2 separate regions of the Sus scrofa genome follow, and region 1 is linked to region 2. A link is a contact called in public HiChIP or PLAC-seq data. All regions are on one chromosome and are shown on one strand. Each heading gives the region's core, a stretch centred on a gene start, on an enhancer-like site or on the middle of the called end of the contact. The rest is flanking DNA. Distances are from core to core; before and after follow the strand shown.

Region 1 (6,790 bases), core at 534-3,033, 180 kb after region 2:
TGAGGAATCTGGGGCAGTTGAGAGAGTTAAAAAAAAAAAAAAAGTTCCCTTAATTCTACTGAATACTGATATTCATAGAGTTAGGATGAAAATGCACAAGTCTGGGTAAATGACATCAAAGCAGTTATCTGCAGACCAATTCAAAATTATCAGATGCCACTTTACCCTGCCCCCGTGGGACAGCCATGAGCAACAAGATGAAAATTAACAAGTGTGATAAGGCTGTGAGGAGACATACATTGACAATGAGAATGTGAAATCTTTTCAAGTTTTACGAGAATTTGTACTACTGATTTTTATATATTCCTGTTTTTGAGGTGACAAAATCTTGGGAAATCATTGAGTTATGATGGCATTTCAACATTGATCCTCCTCAAGCTCAAATCAGTACTCTAACCTAATGATGACTTGTCTCTGGTTTACTGTCCTTTAAATGTCAGCTCTATTTTCTCAGAAGTTGTGTGTTTACAATGAGTTAGTGCTTTTCCTCAGTGTGAGCGGTGGTCTGTCTCTTGATTTTGGTGTACGTGTTTTATTCCAAATAACTAAATCTGTAGTCTACTCTGTACGTGTGCTCTTAACTGTTAATTTTGTTCGTGATTATTTTATCTTGCTTGAAGACTGATTCATACTTCTTCATTTGATAAAGATAGGGTTTTTTCCTGCTTATAAAAAAAAGACTGTAAAATGGTGAAGCCTCAGTAGAAAATAGTTGGACCATTTTCAAAAGTTTAAACATAGTTACTAAATGACCCAACAATTCCACTCCTAAGTATATATCCAAAAAAAAAATCAAATCCATATGCAAATGTTCATAGCAGCACTGCTAATAAATGCCCCAAAGTAGAAACACATCAAATACCCATCAAATGATAAATGTATAATCAAAGCATGATATATCCATACAGTAAGATATCCTTCTACTATAACAAGGAATGACATACTGAAATACTACAATCTGGATGAGACTTGAAAACATTGAATGAAACAGCCCGACTCAAAACTGTGTGACAGTCTACTTATGTGAAATGTCCAGAATCCTCACATCATGTCAACTATATCAATATAAAGATGTTACATAAAAATCATGCAACTGGCAGCCCCATTATTCTTCTTCTCAGAAGAACCTGTTTGTTCACTGTTCTAAATCATCACTGGTAAATATTCTTTGTCTGGGATTAGTAGCCACATATCTTAAATGGCTTCTGTTGCCTTTTTTCTTTCAAGGAGGCTAACTTGGATTTCAGCACCTCCATTAGTTCAGAGATTATAGTGAACTCCTCCAGATGTAAGCAGCACACTAAAAAAAAAGTGCTTTTTTTTTTTTCTTTCTTTCTTTTCTTTTTATGGCTGCACCTGCAGCATGTGGTTCCCAGGCTAGAGGTCAAATTGGAGCTGCAGCTGCCAGCCTCTACCACACTCTCAGCAACACCAGATTCAAGCTGCGTATTAGACCTATGTCACAGCGTGTGACAATGCTGGATCCTTAACCCACTGGATCAAGGCCAGGGATCAAACTCGCATCCTCACAAACATTATGTCAGGCTCTTAACCCAGTGAGCCACAACAGGAACTCCAGCACCTAAAACATCTTGATCTTTTCTTTTAAGGTCCTTAAGTAAAGAGACGCTTAAGGTTCATCTAAGTAAACATGCAGTCAGATATTTCCAAAAACATTGCTTTGCCACAAATTGATGGCTGGAATAAGAAAATGCTGACTATCCTGTCCTCCTACTAAATTTAGAATCTCCAAATTTAGGACCTGAAACATGCAACACTATACTTCTCTAATGAGTTAGTGCACAGTGATAAGCAAAGAAAGTTCTCAAACATCTATTTTCCCTCTAGAGTAAGGTTTAGTGTCTATCAATTCTTTCTATTCCACTCACAATAGTATCTCTCTCTCTTTTTTTGTTGTTCTCTCCCTCAAATTGCCATTCTGCTTTGAAGAAAATACTAGAAGGTCATAGAGTTTCTGCCGGAGAGCGTGTCTAAGAAAAAAGAGGAAGTGGTTCATAGTTAAGTAGAACAATATCTTCTGTAATATCATTAAAGATTAAAATGATTCCAAACATAGGCGGAATACTAACTGTAGAGCAAAAAACTACGGCTTAAATAGTCCTTTTCTTCTATGACATGCAAGGGTTCAAAAATCTATTACCTTGATTAATAAGGCTGAACACATTGCTTTTGAGTGTTATTCATCGGAGAAACAAACCAAACTCGGGAGAGGGGAAGAAAATCATCCTTATCAATTTATCTAACTTACAGGAAGTTTGCCAACATATGGGACTCCCTTCAGCAGAATATCACTAGTGGGCTTCTCTCTCGTTTTAACATAGGCAATGGCTGGAGATATAGTCTATGCTGACATCAACATTGCCAGGACTCTTTCTTCGGAACATTCCTCTTCAGTACAGAGATCCGGTAAGTTGGATTTAGGACTCATTAAACTTAATACTTTACTTTTAATTTCCCTTATTGCTGCCCTGTGTCTATATTTGCCTTACTGGAAATAGTGAAGAGACTGGATTCAAAGCAGAACTTACTGAATGCAAGAATGAAAGTCAATGTTTTTAGTGACACAAAATGTTCGTAAAGTTAATTTTAATTTTAGCCTTAATATGTAGAATTTCGCTTTGGGTTTTCATAGACCCTCTATTCTTTATATTTGTTGTGGTGAACATTTATTATACTTACATCAATCCTCATGTCTCCTTTCTCCTCTACAGCTTTACTCACTCCAATCAAATCTTCCCTTTTAAAATAGTTTGATCAATTTATTTACACTGAGGAAAATATCTCTGGCAATGATTCGCAATGTTATTTATCCTTTTGGAATTTGAATATTGGTAGGATAAAAATGTTAAGCTAAAGACACAAAATATTAGTATTTTATTTCCTGAAGTTTAGGATTGATGACTGAGTAAGAGAATATTTTTGGAACATAAATAGATAGGCATACAGCTAAAGAGAACACTGTACCTTAATCACAAACCACCTCGAAAATAATAAATTTTCAAATCCAGTGTATTTTCTATATACATTATATACACATGAAGCATTAGAGAAATTTCTGTATTTCTTTCCTATTCTTTCCTTTAGGGTAAGAATTTTTATATTATAAACTTTATTTAAAATGTTTAAATAACTTAAAATCTCCTCATTGTGCTTGGCCTTGTGGTGTAAATCTGATGTTTTGCTTTTCTATATTTCCCAAGAATGCCTTTCTTCTCCTATATTTTTAAGCTTGCAGTTATCAAATGAATCTGAGGTGTAGTTTTCTCTAGTTGCAAGAACATGTTATTTCCTATGTTTAAATATTTTCTCTCTGCCTTGCTGAATAGAGGCTTATCTCTTTTCTCCATAGACCAGGAATTTTCACTTTAAATTAGCTAATGGAACTTAGTTTAAAAAACTATGTGGACTAGAATTGTATTCTTATTTGCCCATTTCCCCCCAAATCTCATATAATTGGTCAGTTTTTCTAGAGATTAACTCACTTCAAGCAACAAAACCCATATATATATATATATATATATATATATATATATTATATATGTATAATTTTATGGCCACATCTCCAGCATATGGAAGTTCCCAGGCCAGGGACTAAATCTAAACCTCAGCTGCTACTTACACCACAGCTGCAGCAATGCCAGATCCTTTAACCCACTGCTCTGTGCTGGGGATCAAATCCCACACCTCTGTAGCAACCAAAACTGCTGCCGTCAGGCTCTAAACCCACTGTGCCACACCTGGAACTCCAACAAAACCAATATTTTTGATTCTGCATTCTGAGATTTAATTTCTTCTGATGATGGAAAGAACATTACTCTTTTCCTTGTTTAAAGATTTGGAGACAACAATTTTAATGCTGTCTAGTCCAATATTCTAATGTTTAAAAAAAGGAAATATGACTATAATAAAGATTAAACTACTACCTATAGTCATGCTTATGACCAGATGTCAAATTTCTTACTACTCTTTCACTGCACATCTCTATTTTGGACAAATGCAACTTCTGCCCTCATGCATCATATCACTGAAGAGAGAAAGAACTATTTGATACCTTGGTTTGTAAATGTCCATGGAGCCCCACACAATTGTCCAGGGCCTTTCTTCCTAACTTGCTAAATGTCACTTATTTTGCTCTGGTTGTTGACTTTCTTTTTGTTCTTTAAATTTACCATATTCCTTCCCATTTCAAAGCCTCATCTATGTCGAAAGCCCCTCCCCAATCTCTTCATTTTTGTATTCCCCGCACCCCTCACGATATTAAGTACATAGCAAGCAATCAATAGATGCTTGGTAGGTGGAAGAATGTATAAATGGACAAATAAACTAATGGATCTCATTAGGTACTTAATAAATATTAGAGGTTTTTCGGTTCTCCATGATATAAAAAACACGGCTACTACCATGAAGCTGAGTGAAATATGGGTGAGAAGTGTGATTCCACTAAGAATACCCCAGGCTATGATTTGGGAATTCATAGCGTTCTTAAATTTTCCTTCAGCTGCCTAAAAATATGAGCTAGCATCCCACATTAGGCCTTTTATGAAGTTTGAAGATTTATTCTTTAAGTTTTTAGGTCTGTAAACTCAATTCTTCATATTAGAAGCTAGTGCTGGGACATCATCACCTTCTTCTTCTGATTGCCTTGATTGGTACAATTTGAATTGTTTTGCCTAATAAATGAAAACACATGGACTTCTTTAAAGTTTTGAGAATAAATTCCCACTAAAGATGTTTTACTTAGCAGGAAGAATTTGAACAAAATCCCATAATATTTCACTAAATAAGAGTTCCTGTTGTGGCTCAGTGGGTTACAAACCTGACTAGTATCCATGAGGATGCGTATTCAATCCCCGGCCTCACTCAGTGGGTTGAGGATCTGGTGTTGCCATGAGCTATGGTGTAGGTCACAGACATGGCTTGGATCTGGCATTGCCATGGCTGTGGTGTAGGCCAGCAGCTGCAGCTCCAGTTCAACCCCTAACCTGGGAATTTCCATATGCCACAGGTACAGCCCTAAAAAAAAAAAAAAAAAAAAAAAAAAAAAAAAAAAAAAAAATCACTAAATAAACACTCAGGTTAATCAGTCTGGACACTTGACTTTGTAACTGGTTTTATTTCAGTATCAGTTATAGTAGTACTTTCTCAGTATATTGTATGGATGTGTGTGTCTATCACATATTTAGTGGAATTGATATACTATAGCTATGTTGGGTAAGAGACTGTTGGTTTTAACTATTGGCTCAAAGATAAAAATGCCAATTTCTTTTAATGATTTATTTATCTTTTGATCATGTGGCTATTGATTACAGCACTAATGTAGTAGTCAAGAGACCTGAGGAGGCCCTCATCTCTGCTATCAATTGTGTGGTTGTAGATTTGAAATTCCCATTTTAACATGCAGATGTTGGATAAGATTATCCCTAAAATTATTTTACTTTAAAATGTATAATTTCATGAAATTATAATTCAAATCACAGGAAATAGGTGCATTGTATAAGGGAGGGGACATAAAAGCATGGATCAATTCAAATAAGTCGGTGTTGTCTGTAAGCTTATGAGAGAATCCTGAGAATTTCGTAGTCTTATATAAAAGCTTAGGGATGCAGACAGTAGACCATAAGCAAGGCTAATACTGAGGAACATATATGGTGAATCAACAAAGAAAAATTTATATCCATTCATAGTTTTCTAGGTCTCTTTTCACAAACTAGGGGACCAGATATGTTCTGTGTGTGAGTGTGTGTGTAAAAGGAAGCTAGACTACATATTTCAAAGGAAAGTAATTGAAGAGCATAACTGACAAAATTTATTAAGCATTTCCCTGCCTCTCACTACCTAAGAAATTGTCTACTGGGCTTGCTAGCATAATCTCTCCATTTTATAGATTCTCACCACCATGGAATTTTCTTGAGAGTTGGATGTGCAATGATTGTCATTCTTCTTGTAATAGTAATTGTGCTGAGCATTTTTGGTAAGTAATTATGAATACCATTCATATATCCTAAAGTATTATTTTATCATGACCTGTTGTAGTAGTGTTTGCTATTCAAGTGGTTCCTAAACAACAAAGTATGACTTCAGAAAAGCATGAAATTTGACACACAAGTAAAATTAGAGATATTCTACCAAACTTCAGCATGTGATATAATACATATTGTGCAATTCTTTCATTGATAAAGGAGAGATTAGGTTTATATTTTTATGATCAAAATCATAAAATGCATTTTACACACAATGCATTTCCCAGTGCAGTTTGATAGTGAGTTAATAACAGCTTTTCTGGTATACACTATGTAGAGTGAAAATAAATTAAATTATGAAGCATATTTCTATTTGTGTTCATTCATATTAATTATTCCTAGGCATCATAAATCTTGTATCTACAGGTGGGAAATTTGTCTAAAATCCGTCAATTCAATCAAGCATCAAAAAATTATACTCATAGACTATGCATATAGCTAAGTATAGCCCAATTTCCTATGGCAATTACCTTAACATTTATTGAATCAATGCTTGGAGAAAAATTCTCAGATGATATATCTTCTAAGGAATTCATATTTCCAGATTAACTCAAGCCCTAGAACACACCAAGGCAGCACCTGCATATGTTGCCCTGTGAAAGTTATTAGTAGTTATGAATGTCATTAGTAATTAGAGGTAAGCAGAGTCATAAAATTTTAGGACTGGAGGGTGCTCTAGAAATCATCAAGGTCAAACCTCCAGTTGAGGTGATCAACCTAAAGCCCAGAGTGATAATTGGTTTGACTAT
Region 2 (6,658 bases), core at 1,731-4,230:
AATCTTAGGCATAATAATTTCTGCAATTTAAGCATATGCTCATTTCCTTAATGGATGGATAACGAATAAATAAGAGTGAGTACAGTAAGAGTTAAGTTAAAAGGAAGCAACAAGGGTCATGATGGGACAAAATGTTTATATTCCCTTAAAAATATAAAATGAAACAAAATGAATCAAGAAAATAATCACTGTTTTTGTTTTTTTTTTTTAATAAGTAGGATTCCCTAGGAACTAGACTCAAACTCTGATATTTATGTATAGAAGCTTTAATGGTAAATGCTGTTGAGAATAAGAGCGTAGAGGGTGAGAGAGCAACATTGGATAAAGGGAGTGGTTCATCCACACAACGCAGTTGCAGCAGAGGCCCCGGCTAATCCTATGGGGACCTCTGGAGATAGGCTGGTCCTTCAAAGTTGCACCTCTTGAAGCCAGAAAAGCGGGACATTTCCTCCTCTACCTTGTCACCCTGCCCATCTATTTGATGTAGGCTGTCCCTGAGAGGTGCACAGCACTTCTCAGAGAAAGAGTCAGCTGAGAGAATTCAGTTGCCAACCTTCCCAGTAGCTTGGGAAATGAATATATCGGTGCTGACTAGAGCATCTGGGCAGCAGACCAGTGTGCCTGCTGCACGCTGCTCTTGCACTGCCCCATCTGCCTGGTTAGTAGAAAAACGTTCTATAACCAGCCCTTCTGGTATTCTCTTCAGTTCCTTTTCTTGGTGAAACTCACAGAAACAAGATTAGTGGGACAAACTATACACCCTGTCATTGCAGTTTGTCTGGATGGCAACCAATATCCATCATTTCCTACATCCCTACCTTGCTGGACTCCACTCACCCTTGACGACACCCTCAACCAGACCAGGTGTTTTACCAACTAGTGGGACCAAGGTACCCATCAGTCAGGGGCCTAAGCCCCTGGCAAAATACACTAATTCTTTTTTGTTTTTTCCTGGAGATGCTTCATTTATTTTTCACCCTCAGATGCTACAGGCTATTTTTGGTGGCGCTAGATATTAATAATGACCAGTGTAACTTTCCTGACTGTTAAACAAACTATCCCACAGCAAACTTGCCTAAAGACATCGTGGTGACCTTTTAACATACACATTTTCTAAAATATATGCTCAAAGTACAAAAGATCCACATTTACAAGAGTATGAAATATGGACAATAGCCCATTTCTAGTGAACTTACCTATTAGCTGTCAAAATTTATCAGGGGACTGTCAGGGGACATCCTAGTGGGTCACCTTCATTGCAAACACCTGCTTCACTTTCTCTCTTATGCAACAATAGTCCTACATTCCCCTGATAAGCAGGTTAATTAGCCCTGTCAGGATTGTGACTCATTTTCTTTTCCTGTTGTGTTCCTGGCATAAGAAGCCCAGGGTAGCAGACATAGCTTAAAACTTAATGAGGAGCTCCCACTGTGGTTCAGTGGGTTAAGGATCCGATAGTGTCTCTTTGAGGATGCAGGTATGATTCCTAGCCTCTCTCAGGGGGTTAAGGATCCGGCGTTGTCACAGCTGTGACATAGGTGGCACACGAAGCTTGGGTCTGGTATTGCTGTGGCTGTGGAGTAGCCCTGCGGCTCCCACTCTGGTTCAACCCCTGGCCCAGGAAATTCCATATACCACAGGTGTCACCATAAAAAGACAAAAAAAAAAAAAATTGAATGGGATTCTCACTGCGATGCCTGAAGTGTTTCCACTCTGGAAACCAGGGCTTCTAAATTAGCAGATGTTAAAATGGTAAGGACGTAAGCAAAAATTCCCCTTCTACGAAGGCAACCATGCATTTTAGAAAAGGAAATGATCAGGCCTTTCGGAAAATACTAGACTCGGGCTCTGATCCTATACTAATTCCAGGAGACCCAAACTTCACTGTGGCCCATTCGTCAGGGCCAACGGCGGTCAGGTAACCAGTGGGGTTTTAGCTTAGGTGGGTGTAATGGTAGGCCCAGTGTGTCCCTGAATCCATCCTGCGGTCATTGTCCATTTCCACAATGCACAGTTGGAATAAATCCACTCAGCAGCTGGCAGCATCCACCCTTAAAGGACATTTGGTCTTGTCCAAAACAAGCATAAGCCATTTGCTCCATGAGCCATTTGATCCACACCAAAAAGTCCTCGAAACTTGGTCATATTTAGTTCTGTTCCAAACCATCTGGCATGGACAAAATATGCTCATCGACATTTTGGACAGGACCAAATTTCCAGGACTTTTTGGTGTGGATCAAATGGCTTATAGACATTTGGCCAGACCCAGATATCTGCTAACCTCCAGACCTGCAGAGCTATTTCTGGAGCTTTGGGTATACTGCCCATAGCCATCTGTATGCATACTTCCTGGCACAGTTCCTATTCTAAATCCCTTACTATGCTTCTTGTTACTAGAGAATCTAAGTGTTCTCTTGGTCCTCTAGGCACTCCTGTACCTGGATAACAGGGTGACTGCGTGGGACTTATCTCCTCTCTCTGTGCACATGTGATCTTGGCTCAGGCAAACCTCTCTATCAGGACCTGGAGATGTACAGAAAATCTATGCCAGGCCACTGGGGCTGACTAGCAAGGGTTTGAGAATTGTATCCTTTCTCCTCTTTCTCTCCTTAAAAGTGTTTCTCCAAGAAATGCTTGTTATATCTGCAGCACATAGCACTGGTGATTTGCAGCCCTTGGCACAACGCTAATAATACCCAAACACAGTTTTAAAAATTACTTTCTGTAGTTGGTAGACACAGAGAAATGAGAAAAGAAAGAGATAAGAGGAAGAAAGGTGTTCCTTCTTGTAACAGCACTCTGCTCTCTTTAGGGTGGCAGCTTGTTTCCGGATATGTGGGTGATTGGGACTCGATTTAAAAACAGAAGTTTTTAAGTTTAAGCTTTGGTTTATAAACGGAGGTTAAAATCACAACTCTGATCACCATCAAACTGTGTTAGTTCACCCTCGTTTTTCTTTTCTTTTTTTTTTTACAGTTTGTCAAGCTTTCCCTGCATAGTCATCAATGTCTGAAGAAGTCACTTATGCAGATCTAAAATTCCAGGACTCTGGTAAGAAAGAAAATACCCAGGAGTTTGGCAACTTTGGGATAAAAGGTAAGATTTTGAGCTATGGCTGTGTTGTGAGGTGGATAAAATGTGGAAGGTGGCAGAAGTGTAAGGGTAGATGCCTTGCTCCTTGAGTGTTAGTGAATTGACAATAACCTTTCAATTTGAATTTTTAATTTAAGCCTCTTATTTTTTACCAAAACTACCAAAAATGACCATACAAAAGGATTTTAAAGGATTTTTTAAAGAAAATAAGCAGTGCATTTAACACACAATCTTTTATAATTTTTTTCAATCTATCACAATCATGATTAGGCTAGGATAGTATTTTCATATGACTGGATTATGAATTATTTTTCCCCCATGAAAGAAAGCCATAGAACTAGGAACATGTTGTTCAGGAAAGTCTTGGGTTTGTATGTTCTTTTTTAGAAGAAAATGCTAATTTGTGTGTGTGTGTGTGTGTGTGTGTGTGTGTGTGTGTGTGTCTAAGAAAGAGATAGGGAGAGAGAGCCAAAGAAAGAGACAGAGAGAAGGGACCTTCAGAGGATTTTATTTTAGTTTTTACCAAATAAAGCTTTTATTAGAATTTGCTAATAGAATTTTTAGAATTTTTCTTACTTCCTTTGGAGATCTCTTTCCAACTTATTACAATATGGAAGAGGTTAAGTTACCTGAAAAGACACATCAAAGACTAAAGGGAGGAAAGAAATAAATATTGGAAGATACAATAATTCAAATGCACCCTGTACCTGGAAAGTTTGTATTTTTTAAGTCAAATTTAATTATGATATAAATGGACCACTTGTGTTTACTTTCAGTTTATGCTTCAATAAAGTATCCCTAATGTCCCAGAATACCCATACTTAAAATCAGTGTGTATAAATTAAATGGTAGATATAGAGAACACAAAGAGTTAACAGAAGCAGTGATATTAGGAGAAAAGAGTAATAGAAAAATACTCGTGTATTCTTTCATTGGTTTTTTACCTCTAAAAAATGTAGCATTCTTTGACGTTCTACCTTACTGTGAACCGAATTTTCACTGTTTAATCTTGGATCCACTTATCATTATCATTCCCCATTTATCCATTGTCATTCTCATTTATCATGAACATTATAAATCTTGATGAAGGATAACAGCTTAATTCTGTAGCCTTTTCCTTGAATACTGATTTTTTTTTTAAAGGGCAGGATGCTAAGGATGTCACAATACTTTCTGTCTTAATTTTCTTGTTTGTATTTCTCTTTTTATGGTGTGAGAGGAACATACCATAAACGCAATACACCGTAATTGCTCTTTACAAATCCTACCACGTCCCTTCTCTTTTCCTGTCCTACTAATCATTCTCATTCTAAATTTCCACTTCAGAAATTCTTTGACCCTGAAGAAATTTTTCATCCATGTCTTGTTGACTTTCTCAATTTTATCTAATTTTCTGATTATTCAGTCTATAAAGACTATATAATGTAATGTAAACTTTGTATTATATAACGTCTAACCTGACTCTCTTATACATCTCTTCTTTGTGTTTTTTCTAGAAAAATTCCAATTCTTGTTAAATTTAAACATCCACTCACCTGTGCCCCACCTGAGCAGCTGAACATTTTCAGTAAAAAATACACACAAAATTTCAAGCCCAGTTCACTCTCACTTGATGAGCTTTGCTCCTACTTCATTCTACCCCTTTTCTTTCTACTGTCCAAATTTCCATCCTGCCATATCCTCCCTTGTACACTCTGCCTTACTTCTAGATAATATTTACAAAGTTCTTATTTACTCTTATCAAAAGACAGACCGCCTCATCTGGTTCTAAATTGCAATCCAAGTGTCCTTCTCAAAGACACTTTTTCTACAATGTTCCCCCGTCTCTCCTGTGTCATCGTTCGATCTCCCTCCTCTAGTTGATTATCCCTCTTCGTGCACCAACATACTCTGCTATGTCTATTTTAACAAAATGCACTCCTTACTTGACCACTCACATGCCCCATTTGTTCTTCCATGTCTTTGTTTCCTTTCACAACAGAGCTTTTTGTAAGGTTGTCTTTGGTCACAAACTCTTGGTTCTCCATCTCTCACTCTCTTTTCAATGGACTCTACTAGGCTTCTGCTCTCCTTGTTCCATGGAGACCTAGATTCTTGTCTGGGTCACAGACAGCCTCCCTGTTTCATCCCAACAGTCACATCTCTGCTCTTGTACTACTTGACTTCCCTGCAGCATTTGCAGAATTGAAAAGAGCCCCTCTTCTTCAAACACTTCTCTTTGCCCATTTCAGGGCCATCTCTTCACATTTCCTACTATCACAATGGCTGCTTCCTCTGTCTTCTCCTTGGACTTTTCCCCTGGGATCAAATTCCATATGACAGAATACTTCAGGGCTCTCTTCTGGATCCACTTTTCTCATATCACTAAATATACTTTGTCATGTTGCCTCATTCAGTTATTTGGATTCAAATACAATGATTCTGTATAACCTTTCCTTGGACGTCCAGATTGGAAAATACAAGTGCCGATTTTCATATGGGTTTCTAATTTCATTTCAAATTCAAACTGTCAAAAATAGAAATATTTATTTTTCCTCTAAAACTGTTTCCTGGCCCCAATCATCCTCTTCTCATCAACTACCAATATAAATAAGCACAATCACCAAGTGTCTGCTATGTGCTAACACTGTCGTAATAGTATCACGAATCTCTCTCTCTTTTTTTTTTTTGTGTGTGTGTCTTTTGAGGGCCACCCCAGGGTAGGGGTCTAATCGATGCTGTTGCTGCAGGCTTATGCCACAGCCACAGCAACGCCAGATCCGAGCCACGTCTGTGACCTACACCACAGCTCATGGCAATGCCAGATCCCTAACCCACTGAGCGAGGCCAGGGATTGAACCAACCTTGTGGCTCCTAGTCAGATTTGTTTCCTCTGCGCCCTGATGGGAACTCCACAAATCTTAAATCACTTAATTTTGATACTTCATGGCTTGTTTTTTTGTTTATTTATTATTATTTTTTTATTTTTTATTTTTTTTATTTTTTTTATTTTTTTGTCTTTTTTTTTGCTATTTCTTGGGCCGCTCCCACGGCATGTGGAGGTTCCCAGGCTAGGGGTCGAATCGGAGCTGTAGCCACAGGCCTACACCAGAGCCACAGCAACGCGGGATCCGAGCCGCGTCTTCAACCTACACCACAGCTCACGGCAACACCGGATCGTTAACCCACAAGCAAGGGCAGGGACCGAATCCGCAACCTCATGGTTCCTAGTCGGATACGTTAACAACTGCACCACGACGGGAACTCCCTGTTTCTTTGAACCAAGGCAGAAACTAAGACACCGAGAGGCTAAGTAACTTGTCCAAGGTCCCACAGGTGATAAGCAGCAGAACCAGGACACACTAGCCCCAGAGAATATGCTGTGCTAGCTGTACTACATATACATGTACTACATATACATAATGCTGTACTACATATACATGTGTATATACTATTGTCTACCAACTTTATCAAGTAGAAGATCCCTCAAAACCTTTTATAAATTTGAATTAGAGATTCTGACTTCAAGATGTATTGTTAATCTATCCATGGGACATCACATTCTCTAATACTAGTAAAATCAAGC

Evidence for each region. HiChIP or PLAC-seq counts read pairs in DNA pulled down with a chosen protein or histone mark.
Region 1: a contact with region 2 is called in an H3K27ac HiChIP or PLAC-seq map of alveolar macrophages. The contact joins the promoter of LOC100520491 here to the promoter of CLEC12A in region 2. A contact is called at or near these places in 2 of 47 Hi-C or Micro-C datasets (alveolar macrophages and skeletal muscle) and 1 of 2 datasets of contacts at active chromatin or transcription factors (alveolar macrophages).

What each region holds. Positions count from the first base shown.
Region 1 is chr5:62,104,916-62,111,705 of Sscrofa11.1, forward strand. It overlaps LOC100520491 (killer cell lectin-like receptor subfamily B member 1B allele B), which reads left to right and starts at 1,784. Exons shown (of 6, transcript XM_003481689.4): 1 at 1,784-2,427; 2 at 5,906-5,992. The coding sequence starts at 2,346.
Region 2 is chr5:61,920,077-61,926,734 of Sscrofa11.1, forward strand. It overlaps CLEC12A (C-type lectin domain family 12 member A), which reads left to right and starts at 2,981. Exons shown (of 6, transcript NM_001301669.1): 1 at 2,981-3,096. The coding sequence starts at 3,006.